Regions from separate parts of the Zea mays genome. Here region 1 is linked to region 2. Evidence: chromatin contacts called from public Hi-C data. All regions are on one chromosome and are shown on one strand. The core of a region is the stretch at or near the end of the contact, and the rest is flanking DNA. Distances in the headings are between cores, read along the strand shown. Region 1 holds the start of LOC103640914 (NAD(P)H-quinone oxidoreductase subunit U chloroplastic). Region 2 holds the start of LOC100278265.

The links. A called contact is a pair of places that touch in the nucleus more often than the background predicts.
Region 1: a Hi-C map of leaf shows a contact between it and region 2, with 4 times the contacts expected there. The contact joins the promoter of LOC103640914 here to the promoter of LOC100278265 in region 2. A contact is called at or near these places in 3 of 25 Hi-C or Micro-C datasets (endosperm, leaf and tassel).

The regions. Positions count from the first base shown.
Region 1 is chr10:18,757,523-18,762,686 of Zm-B73-REFERENCE-NAM-5.0, forward strand. It overlaps LOC103640914 (NAD(P)H-quinone oxidoreductase subunit U chloroplastic), which reads left to right and starts at 2,129. Exons shown (of 5, transcript XM_008664356.3): 1 at 2,129-2,567; 2 at 3,099-3,160; 3 at 4,249-4,338; 4 at 4,417-4,551; 5 at 5,099-5,164. The coding sequence starts at 2,237. LOC100276490 reads left to right here. Exons shown (of 6, transcript NM_001150264.2): 4 at 740-826; 5 at 896-1,153; 6 at 1,344-1,691. The coding sequence ends at 1,417.
Region 2 is chr10:17,845,076-17,850,473 of Zm-B73-REFERENCE-NAM-5.0, forward strand. It overlaps LOC100278265, which reads left to right and starts at 2,058. Exons shown (of 3, transcript NM_001294252.1): 1 at 2,058-2,413; 2 at 2,549-2,616; 3 at 3,710-4,183. The coding sequence starts at 2,077. The coding sequence ends at 4,015. It overlaps LOC100282332, which reads right to left. Exons shown (of 11, transcript NM_001155244.2): 11 at 4,293-4,875. The coding sequence ends at 4,688.

The DNA of each region.
Region 1 (5,164 bases), core at 879-3,378, 910 kb after region 2:
ACCTTATTTTTTCCATAAAGCGGGAATTAGAAGGGTGATGCACAATGACTATGGAACCGTGGAAATTGGTGAATTATATAGTACAGATAATCGGATGACTGTGCGTGCATTATTACGGTTTCTATATATCACATGGATAGGCTTTGTTGTAATAAAACACAAAAGATGTGTTATGTTGGTTATGTGAGTGTGAATGTGGAGCTAACAACTAAGGATCAAACTTCCACTTCTATATAATTTTATCTTATTTTTTCATAAATCGGGAAGGGGGATGGTGGCGCATGACTGTGGAACCATAGAACCGTGGAAACTGGTGCTTTATATAGTAAATATTAAAATGAGATCAACATGTATGACCCACTGGAAAAGGCAAATGCATCCATTAGGAACAGAACTCTCATGAACAAGCTTGTTCTGCCTTTACTTTTGGTTGAACTTGTGATAACCAACCCAAACTGCCAAAAAATATGGTGTTGCTACATTTGTATCAATCTTTACCTGAGCTTGTGTTTTTGCAAGCTTATGCATGTACCTCCACATGTATAGATATGCTACCTACATTTTCTTTCTGTGGTCATATGATATGTTGACAAGGTCACAGATATACTCTCAGTATATGATGACACTTCTATGAATCTATGTATCTATCTCGCTCTCATCTCCCAATTCATTTGTTTCAATTTATGGCTTATTATTATCACAATTTTTATGCAAACTATATCTAATTATATTTCAATAGATGCTTCAAAATCATCAAAAAGGAAAGCTGCAAGGGGGATGCCAACTCCACAGTACACATACTGTGTTGCCAGAACAACTTTCCGAGGTCTGATTTGCTTGTATTGGGTTTCTTCTTTTTCCATTGAGAGTTCTCTCAACTTTTTTGTTTGGACAGCACATGCACTGGGAATAACCGCTGCTTGGGTAGTGCAATCCATAATTGAAGTATACAGATGTTTCATCCGTAAGCCTAGTGAGGACTGTGAAGCACTATCAAGCGACGGCAATGAACAGTTTGACGATATGAATAAATTCAGATTGTTTGGGAGGAAGATTTATGGGATTACCATCAAAAGTTGTTTCTCTTTGGTTTTGGCCTCAGCTGGAGCAGGCATTGGTGCCCTCGTGCATCCAGTGCATGGACAATGGTTGGGTGAGTCATAATTTCCCTTCTGTCTTGAGTGCATATACTAAGACACTACACAATACTTTTGCAAGCATTCATTTAATAGGAATACATATATATTTTAAAGTTTCACTTTGAGCTAGCAGAATAAGGTCAGTGCATTAGCGTCAGTTCAAAGTAACATCGCTTAACTGTACTTTTTTTTTATATCTTGCAGGTTGTGCCTTGGGAGATGTTGCAGGTCCAATTATCGCTATAATTGTTTTTAAGAAGATGCAGCTACCACTATGAGAGACTGGATTTTTGGCGACCACTGGTTTTGGGTCCCTTGTGCAAGTCATGGCCTTCAGTCTTCTGTGTGGTTGGAGATCCCTGATCTAACTTGAAAGTTCACAGTTGATGAATAACAGCTTTCACCTCAGTGCTCGTAGTTTTGTAGCTCCCTTTACAAGATGCCTTCGGGTCTTGTGGGACATGAGCATGTACTTTTGCAGTTTTGCTAAATTTTGTACTGTCTCAGATTTGAAGGATCCAAACAAGAAATTTAATTTTACTAGATTTGAAAGGAATTGGTTTGAGAAGTAAACTCCATATCTATGGCGCCTTCCGTGATAGTACCTCTCATCAACCGTTTAGGTTATCTGAGTTCCTATCTCATTCTATCTCACATCCTGTTGAAAACTTTATTCTACAAATAGCACTATTTACAATATAAAGGATTGTTTTGCATGAACATTTATACGCACCATCTGCTGCTGGATACAGCCTTAGACTGAGACATTGAAAAAAACAGCCAAATTTTAGACAAGTGAATCAACGAGCTAGCGCCTGGCTAGGTCCAACCAGTTGAATTAAACCACCTGGCAGTAAACAGATTACAACACTGCGCTGCAGGCATGCAGCGGTTCAGTGTTGGACAATGCAGCTGCAGTGGCGGACATGGTCCAAAGACTTCGCATTCAACTTTATTTATTGCATGTAACTTTGAAAATTAAATAAGATGCGAAATAAGAAAAAGGGAAAAGTTGAAATCGTTTATTTCCATCCCCTCCTCCCTTATCTCCCGCGCTCTGCTCCTCCCAGTCCCAGACTCCCATCCTCGTCTCCGCCATGGCCGCCGTCGGCATCCCCTCCCCTCCGGCGCCACACGTCTTCGCGCCCGCCGCATCTCCTTCCTCCTCCACGTACTCCACACTGGCCCCCCGCCGTCTCCGCCTCTCCACCCGACTCGGACTCGCCGCCGCCGCGGCGTCGTGCCGTACGCGGTGCGCCGCCGCTGCCGATGGCGGGGCCGCGGCCTCGGAGGGTGCCTCTGCGGTGGCGGAGCTGGAGGGGGACCCCGACGCTGGCACAGACGTTGCCGGAGGCGCCGCGACCTCCACGCGGCCGCCCTACTCGCTCATCTCCGCGGACAACGTGCAGAAGGCGATGCGCGGCCTCGGTGCGTCTTTCTTGATTCATTTGACGCGTTCGACTCATCTGTTGTTGTTGTTGGCATGTGAATTGGGTGAAGCCAAGCTGCTTAGAAATTTTCAGTTTGGGGACTGAGGCGCTTTATTTGAAGCATTTATATTTTAGATTCTAACAGGGTTACAATGTTATGCGGCAACGAAAAGTGTAAAGTATCTCGGTGAAAAAATAAGGGAGGGTGGATGTCCGTATAGTGCTTACTGATAATTCATTTGCACTGGATGATGTTTGTTTGGTGTAGCATGCTGAAGTGTCTGTATACCGATATTGTTTTAGTCCCCTTTTCAATTATTGTAGGATTTCATGTAGTGGATAACTTTGGATGATGATTAATTTATGTTAAATGTATAGTGAGTTGCCACATGGATATATAGTGTGATATAATGGCATTTGTAAGTTCCCTTGTGCAGGAAGTTAATTAAGCCACAATGTTATGCCTGGAGGATGTTTCTGCTTTGCACACTACTGTTGTATATTGAACAATATTTCCCCAAACTTGCAGCAATTACAGATGCTGACCACTATGGGAGGCTTGGAGTCACCAGGCTAGCTTCTACTGATGAGGTAGATTGAAATTGTCCACAAGTGTAGTTCTTTTCTTTCTTTTAAAGGATCCCATGAGCTTTAGCTCTAGACTCCTTCGGTATTTGCATTAAGAAGAAGACCCTCTCACTCAGCCTCAGCTTGAAATTTGCTAGAGTTCAATTCAATATCTGAGGAGTGTTATTTAGACCACCTAATCAACTCAGGTAGAGGCCCTTTCACCTTGACCAGTTAAATAATGAGGCTAAACAATCTCCATACCACTGTGCTATTGGCCTACCGCTGAAATAGTATGCAATTATGCATATCAATACAATGGCATTAACAAAGTACCTGGTAGATGCAAAGACCGGCAAATTTTTGCAAACTCAAGTTGGTACCCAACAATAACAGTGACTAGCTCCATTATAGCCAGCTTCCTACTTGCAACTGACAAACATGCTAAAGTTAGATAGTATTATAGCTACGCTATGATGTTATGTTCACAATGACTATCTTTTGGAATATGTATATTTGAGCACTCAATTCTAATATTGAAAATCTGTGCCAAAGAAACTTTTAGCTATATCTTGGTGAGTATTCAAGCTAAAAGCCCAAACCATACACTATTGAGATTCAGTTAGCTCTGGAGTCTAAAACAACCAGATATATGCATAAACTAAATTTGCATGGTCATCACGTGCATTGTGATTCGTTCATTTAGCTCATAGAGACCAAAAATCCAGAGCCTGAAATCCAGAGACTGGATAAGTCAGTCTTGTACCCTTTTAGATTTGCAGGAACAATTTTACTTGTATACTTTGTTTACTACTTAAAAACTTCATGAACTGCCATTATTTGATCACTAGTTGGTAGATACTTTCTGCTGAGTACTAAGATCCTTTAAGGTATGTTTGGTTTGAGAATGGTCCATCATCTTCTCCTCTCGTTTTTTTGTTTGGTGGTGGAATAGATGGGTTGATTCTCCACCACCTCATCCTTAAAAAGCTAATAACAGGATAATTCCACCAAAAAATCATGAGATGAACTCATGGTGTACCACCTCATCTAGGATGGGGTGATTCCTCAAACCAAACAACCCTTAGTAACTGAGTTTGGCCTTGAAACAGGTAAAAGCTGCGTACGAGAAGATGTGTGAAGAACTAAATAGCAAAGAACTAGAAGAAGAGGAGCTTAACAAGGAACATGAGCTCCTAAAGGTTCTCAGCATAAATCAGGAGTCATAATGCCTCACTTCACTCATTTCCTGTGCTTCAATCATATATGCGCCATTGTAGGAATCATTTACTATACTATCAACCGAGGAAGAACGAAGATTATATGATTGGAGCTTGTCAAGAAGTGGACAGCCTGAGCGATATGTCTGGCCATTTGAAGTTGATCCATTGGAGTTGGCACCAGATCCTCCAAAGGTTCGCATCAGTTCAAAGCAAAACTGTGGTTTTATGAGGATGACTTGTCCTTTTAAAAAGTTTTTTTAATATTCCTTTGGAAAACCTTTTTACTCAACGTGATCCATGATTTTCTTAGGAATTGTAGCTTCTAAACGTTGCACGAATGAAACTGTTAATGCAAAACAAGACAAACCGGCTATAGTTATATTTAGTTGGGCCATGGAATTATGGATCCATTTTGAGTCTGAAGTAGCTCACTTGGTACAAATAGGTCAATAAAAGAATTTATTGCCTTCAGATAAAAAGATGGAAAAAGTGGAGAAATGTTAATCCATAATGAATTAATGATGCTGTTTTGAGAATGTCTATTGATTGTGAGGATGACACGTAGGTCCAACATGTTAATGATACAGAAACAAGCAATGTCACTTTTGAAATTGCAAATTTTCACTAGTCTGCTCGGAAGTTGTTTCCTTGAACTACTAACAAAGGATAAAATTCATCCGAAATGTTGCTCTTTGTTGTGCATAACTTAGCTAAATGTGTTGCATGATTGATGAAACAGGAACCAGAAGATGAGTTCCCAACCAAGCTCGTTGGCTACTTCTTACTGGCGTGGTTCATACTCTCT
Region 2 (5,398 bases), core at 808-3,307:
GCCCCTAATAACCCTAAGGCCCCGTTTGTTTCGTTGGAATTGAATTCCATTTTAATAACTATAATTTGGACAAAACTAATTAAGTTCATATATTTATATATGTAATATATTTGAATATTATCCTAAATCATATGAGAGAGATAGTTATATACTACATTTATGTTATATCGAAGCAAGTAGAAGAGTGTGCTATAAGTTGTGCATCGGAAAAATAGTATGTAAATCTATAGAATCAATTTCCATCTCTCACCCCATGAATTTGAGATAGGCTAATATGATAACTTTGGAAAGTAGTGGAATGTCACATTCTAAAAAAATAGCCTATTCCATTAGTAAGATTCTAATTTCTCAAAATGAAAGGAAACAAACGGGGCCTAATAAAAAAACGAAGTTCGACAACAGTCCTAGATGATCCATGATAACTATATATATTGCCGTTACCTTGGCTTATCGGTTCTCTAGACCCTAGCTAGTCACTGAAATTATTTGCCAGGTCTTTGCCGAAATAAATTATAGGCTGATGCTGACATTTGGCATGCATGGTAGTGTGAGCAAATGCTTGTTAAGGACTCAAGATGTCATCACAAAGAATTCAATAAAAAAACTATATATATAGAGAGAGGTCTGTTTCCTGCGAGCATGTATAGAACGAAGTTCTTTTTCTATTATGAAGGAACGAAGCTATTTTGAACCAAAAAAAAAACAAGAAAACATGCATTGATGAATGAACTTCAAGAACGACTTCTACATCATAGTCATGTAAGTGGAACCCTGGGGTTGTTGATGATGATTACAACCTAGCCGCTCTCTCTTTTATGCTAACGATATGTTTATTTCCCTTCTAAATTATATAAATTGGATTATGATGAAAGGATAGGTAGATAAAATATTATTTTGGAACCTAGCTTATTTATGGTTCTAAAGTAATATTTTTCCTACTATTATTCTACTAGAATCCAGTTTATATATAATCTATGAGAAAAAACAAACAGAGCCTAAAAGTGGCACAACACAATTCAAATGTCCATCTTCTAGTGCCACATCTGACTCTTATGTGAAAAGTGCCATCATGATGCCGCTATCAAAATGCAACTTTTGTTCAAAAGAAAACCACACTACGTACTATCACGGCTATCTATCGATCACAAAGAAACCCACCAGATGAGGACCCGTGTACTATGGTGCTGTCATGAGTGCACGCATAGCAACAAGCCCAGAGCTGTGCCGGCCTTGTCGGTGATGTAATTAACGCAGACAAACGGAATATGTGCACACACATATATATATTTATATATTGATGTAGATGGCAATGATGAGGACACACACACTGTCAAAACATGCCTGCATTTTTGTCACCAAATCATGCCACACTGCCAGCCCTTTCTGGCCAAACAAAAAAGGCTAGGATAAGATAAGGATTTATTTGAAGCTAAGATCCGTGTGTGGGCCATGATGATTGACTGACAGAATAATGCCCTAAATTAGTGCATGATTTGTTTGATATATAGGGATTACGTACCAAAGAAATATATAGACAGCACACGTTTGAAATTTCAGGTTTAGATAATGTGTACATATATATGATGGTAAATCTGTTAAATTATTGTGTAAAGATCTGTTTATTGGGCATGCATGATGCTGTGCTCAGCTTATTATTATAAAGGGGTCGGTATGTTAATTAATCAATTCAACTGTGGTTAACTGAATGTAATTTAGTACCAAATTCACCTGATGATTTTCGTCGCACAGCTGGGAACGGCCTGCTGCATGAGGCCCCCTCATCAGCTGGGAAAGGCAAAAATGCATAGAATATAGCTAAATGAAAAGAAAAGGCGCACGCACCAGTCACCAGTCTCACCACCCACCAGCCAACGTAAAATTGATCATTGACCAGTTCGCCGAGTACTTCTTACGGTTTTGCCCCTACACTTGCGCCGGGCCCACATGCCAGCCGGTACTAATTGGTCTGCGCCATGCCACTCTGGCACTCTGCCCTCTCTCTTCACCTGAGACTGAGAGCGCTGAATAATAAGCTCACTCACACACACTCGCCCTGCAAACGAGCGAGCATCCTCCATGTCCAGGCCGCTCTCTTCCTTCTGCCTCCACCGGATCAGGTCCGGCGGCACCGCGTCCACCGCCGCGCCTCCATCGATATGCGCCAACAAGGACGACGGCGGCGGCGGCGGCGGCGGAGAGAGCAGGTCCCTAAAGGATGGCAAGCAAAAGGACGAGTGGGAGGAGGCTAACGAGAAGGGCAGCGCAGAGGCCGTCGTCGTGGGGAGGAAGGTGATGGTGGCGGCGGCGGACGGCGGCGGCGAGGAGGCCCGCACGGCGCTGCAGTGGGCGCTGTCGCACGCCGTCCGGCCCTGCGACACGGTGGTCCTGCTCGACGTCGCCAGCGGCAAGAACCGTACGTGCGTAAGCTGCGTGTGACCAATAACCATCTATTTTAAGTCCTGCTGGTTACAGTACAGGCTCCGTCGCGTGCTTGAAAACAGAGGGAGATGGCTCTTCCTTGTTTTTGTTGCGTGGTCGTCTCGATCAGGACGCGATCCGAGAGGGAGTCCGCACCTGGAGGCCTTGAGGAGCATCTGCCAGGCCAAGAGACCAGAGGTAACTAACCAGCACCAAAATTAGCTGAAGACATCCTCTAGCTAATAGTTTAGATATGAGATATTGTTTAGCAAATTAACTAATATTTAACTAGCTGATTACACTAGCAATTTTTTTAGCTAATTAGTTTTAGTGCATTCAAACATCACCTAACTAAATGTGACGTCAAAGATTAAGATTGGCATTGATGTTGGCGTTCCAAAGCTACAACTGGTACGCATTCAATGGCTTAGCGACTGTCGAGTCCCTGATCTGATGGCATCCATCCCATAGCCCATAATAACTGTACCCTGGTCCTTCCTCCTCCCAAATAATTGACCTCTTTGGGATGGTACAACAAGTAGTATGTGTTGAACAAGTTGCGTTCTCTTTGGTGCGTACATGCAACAGAATCCAATTAATGTACGATAGTAAGATTCAGTTGTTGACGCATGGCATGTCTGCGTACCTACGATAACAAGTATTCTTGACAGATACTTATCGTGTTGCCTAATCAGTAAACAGTGGTGTTTCCAAACAAGGACCACTGTTTACTGATCCGTGCGATTCGTGGAAACGTCCAAGACTGTACCTTTCGTTGCTGGAGTAATGTGGAGTGACATCACAGATCTCTGAATCTGATGCTGTAAAACTCTTTGCCGACACCTCAGGAGGGTCACTCCATGGCATTTTTTTAACCTTTGGGTACCATATATAGACGAAGAAGTGTCCATCGAGCAGTGAGTTAGCAGATGGAAATTCCCGTATAAATAGAGACATACAGGTGGTAGGTCGTTGGAACGCCCACGAGACATGGCGTTCGTTCCATGTCAAACAGAAACAGTGCAAAGAAAAGAGGGGCGGGCCCTGTTACTGTCAGATCAAAGGGGAAAGAGAGATGCCAACAGCACAGAGCTGCCATCGCAAGCAAAGATCAGACAGCTAACAACGGGAGCGGGGGGGCAGCATGTGCTAATCATCAAAGGGGTACAGGCATGTCGTCCTAGACAGGATCGATCATGTCCCCCCACCCCATTTCCAGCTTGACTTGGAGGATGCCTCCTGGCTCCTGTGTGCCCAATGCAAGCTGCTGATAATGTGTTTGTTCTGCCAGGTGTGCGTGGAACTTTCGCTGGCGGAGGGCGGCAAGGACCGGGGGCCGGCGATAGTGGAGGCGGCGAGGAAGCAGGGCGTTTCGCTCCTCGTCGTGGGGCAGAAGAAGCGGTCCGTCACGTGGCGGCTGCTGTCCATGTGGATCGCCGGCGTCAAGGGCGGGGGCGGGGGCGGCTACACCAGCGCCGCCGACTACTGCGTGCAGCACGCGGCGTGCATGGCGCTGGCCGTCCGGCGCAAGAGCCGGCGAGGGGGCGGCTACCTCATCACCACCAGGCGGCAGAGGGATTTCTGGCTCCTGGCTTGACTATAGTGGAATAGCGAACGGAGTGGCTCAGGTTTATAGGCATAGTATTTATGGGCCGCAAAAATAATAATTAATGCAGTAGATTGCTGTGGGCTGTGTTTTGTTGCTGTTTTAGAACTGACATGATATCATGGATTGCGTTTTTGCAATAAAAATCAAGCAGCATAACTTGGAGTTGTGTGCCATCCATAAGACTTCCATTGTACTCTGATAGCATCACAACAGTCAAGGAATTGGATACCTAGATGAACAGCTTGATAAGTAGGTGTAGACGAGCTGAGAAAAGCTAATGAATTGATCAACAACCAAGATTAAGTGCATTTCGCATGAAACACAGATAAATCTATATCGTTCGACTTACCAAAACAAATCACATCACTTCCAGATAGTAAGATGAATAAGTGCCTAAGTAATAACGTCATGATTCTTGCAGACCACAAGGACGATAAATATAGGCAGGTAATTCTACCCCGGGCTATCAAGGTGGCGTCATACTCAAGGGAAAGAACAACGAAACATAAACAATGAACACGACAGTGCAGCGTGCATGGCCATAGCAGTAACCAGCTGTGGCGCTCTTCTGGATTTTAGTTTATATACAGGACATTGCTCTAACCTCAGCGTCCACTTGTACAAAACCTGAGAAGTGAACATGATGCAACAGGTTGGGATCTAGGAGGCAGGGGGAGATTCTTGGAGACGGTACATTGTGATCTCTTGCTGCTTGAAGTACCTCCGATCTTCCTCGTCCACAAGGACCAGATTCAGGTAATACTTGACGCTGAATTTGTTGTTTATGTTGCGGTAAGTCGGGGTCAACTCATAGGGTGTCAGGAACAGCCTCACTGGAATAGATTCACCTGCGAAACAATTTGATTAGGTTAGGTATGCAGCAAACCGACACCAACGTCATTGAAAAATGTTACGGCCTAGATTGGGCAGGCTACATGCTAGAATTAGACCAAACCCTGGTTCCATCCATGTGTAATTCAAGGACAGATCATAATTTAGTCAGATACCAGCTCAACCAAATGGTTCCAATGTGAAAAGGCAGGTAAGCAACACCAGCACCAGATTCAGGCTTCAAACTGTACGTGGTATTGGATAATTACAAATGATGACAGTGAACATCTGAAGAAAAGTTGTTAATTTATGCATCATGGTCCATTTGCCAAGATGAGCATCATGATTAGGGTATGCAGCAAACCGACACCAACATCATTGAAAAATGTTATGGCCTAATTCAGGCAGGCTAGACCAAATCTTGGTTCCGTCCACATTCCACGCAATGACAGATTATAATTTAATCCAATACCAACTTAGAGGGTGTTTGGTTTCTAGGGACTAATTTTTAGTCCATCCATTTTATTCCATTTTAGTTCA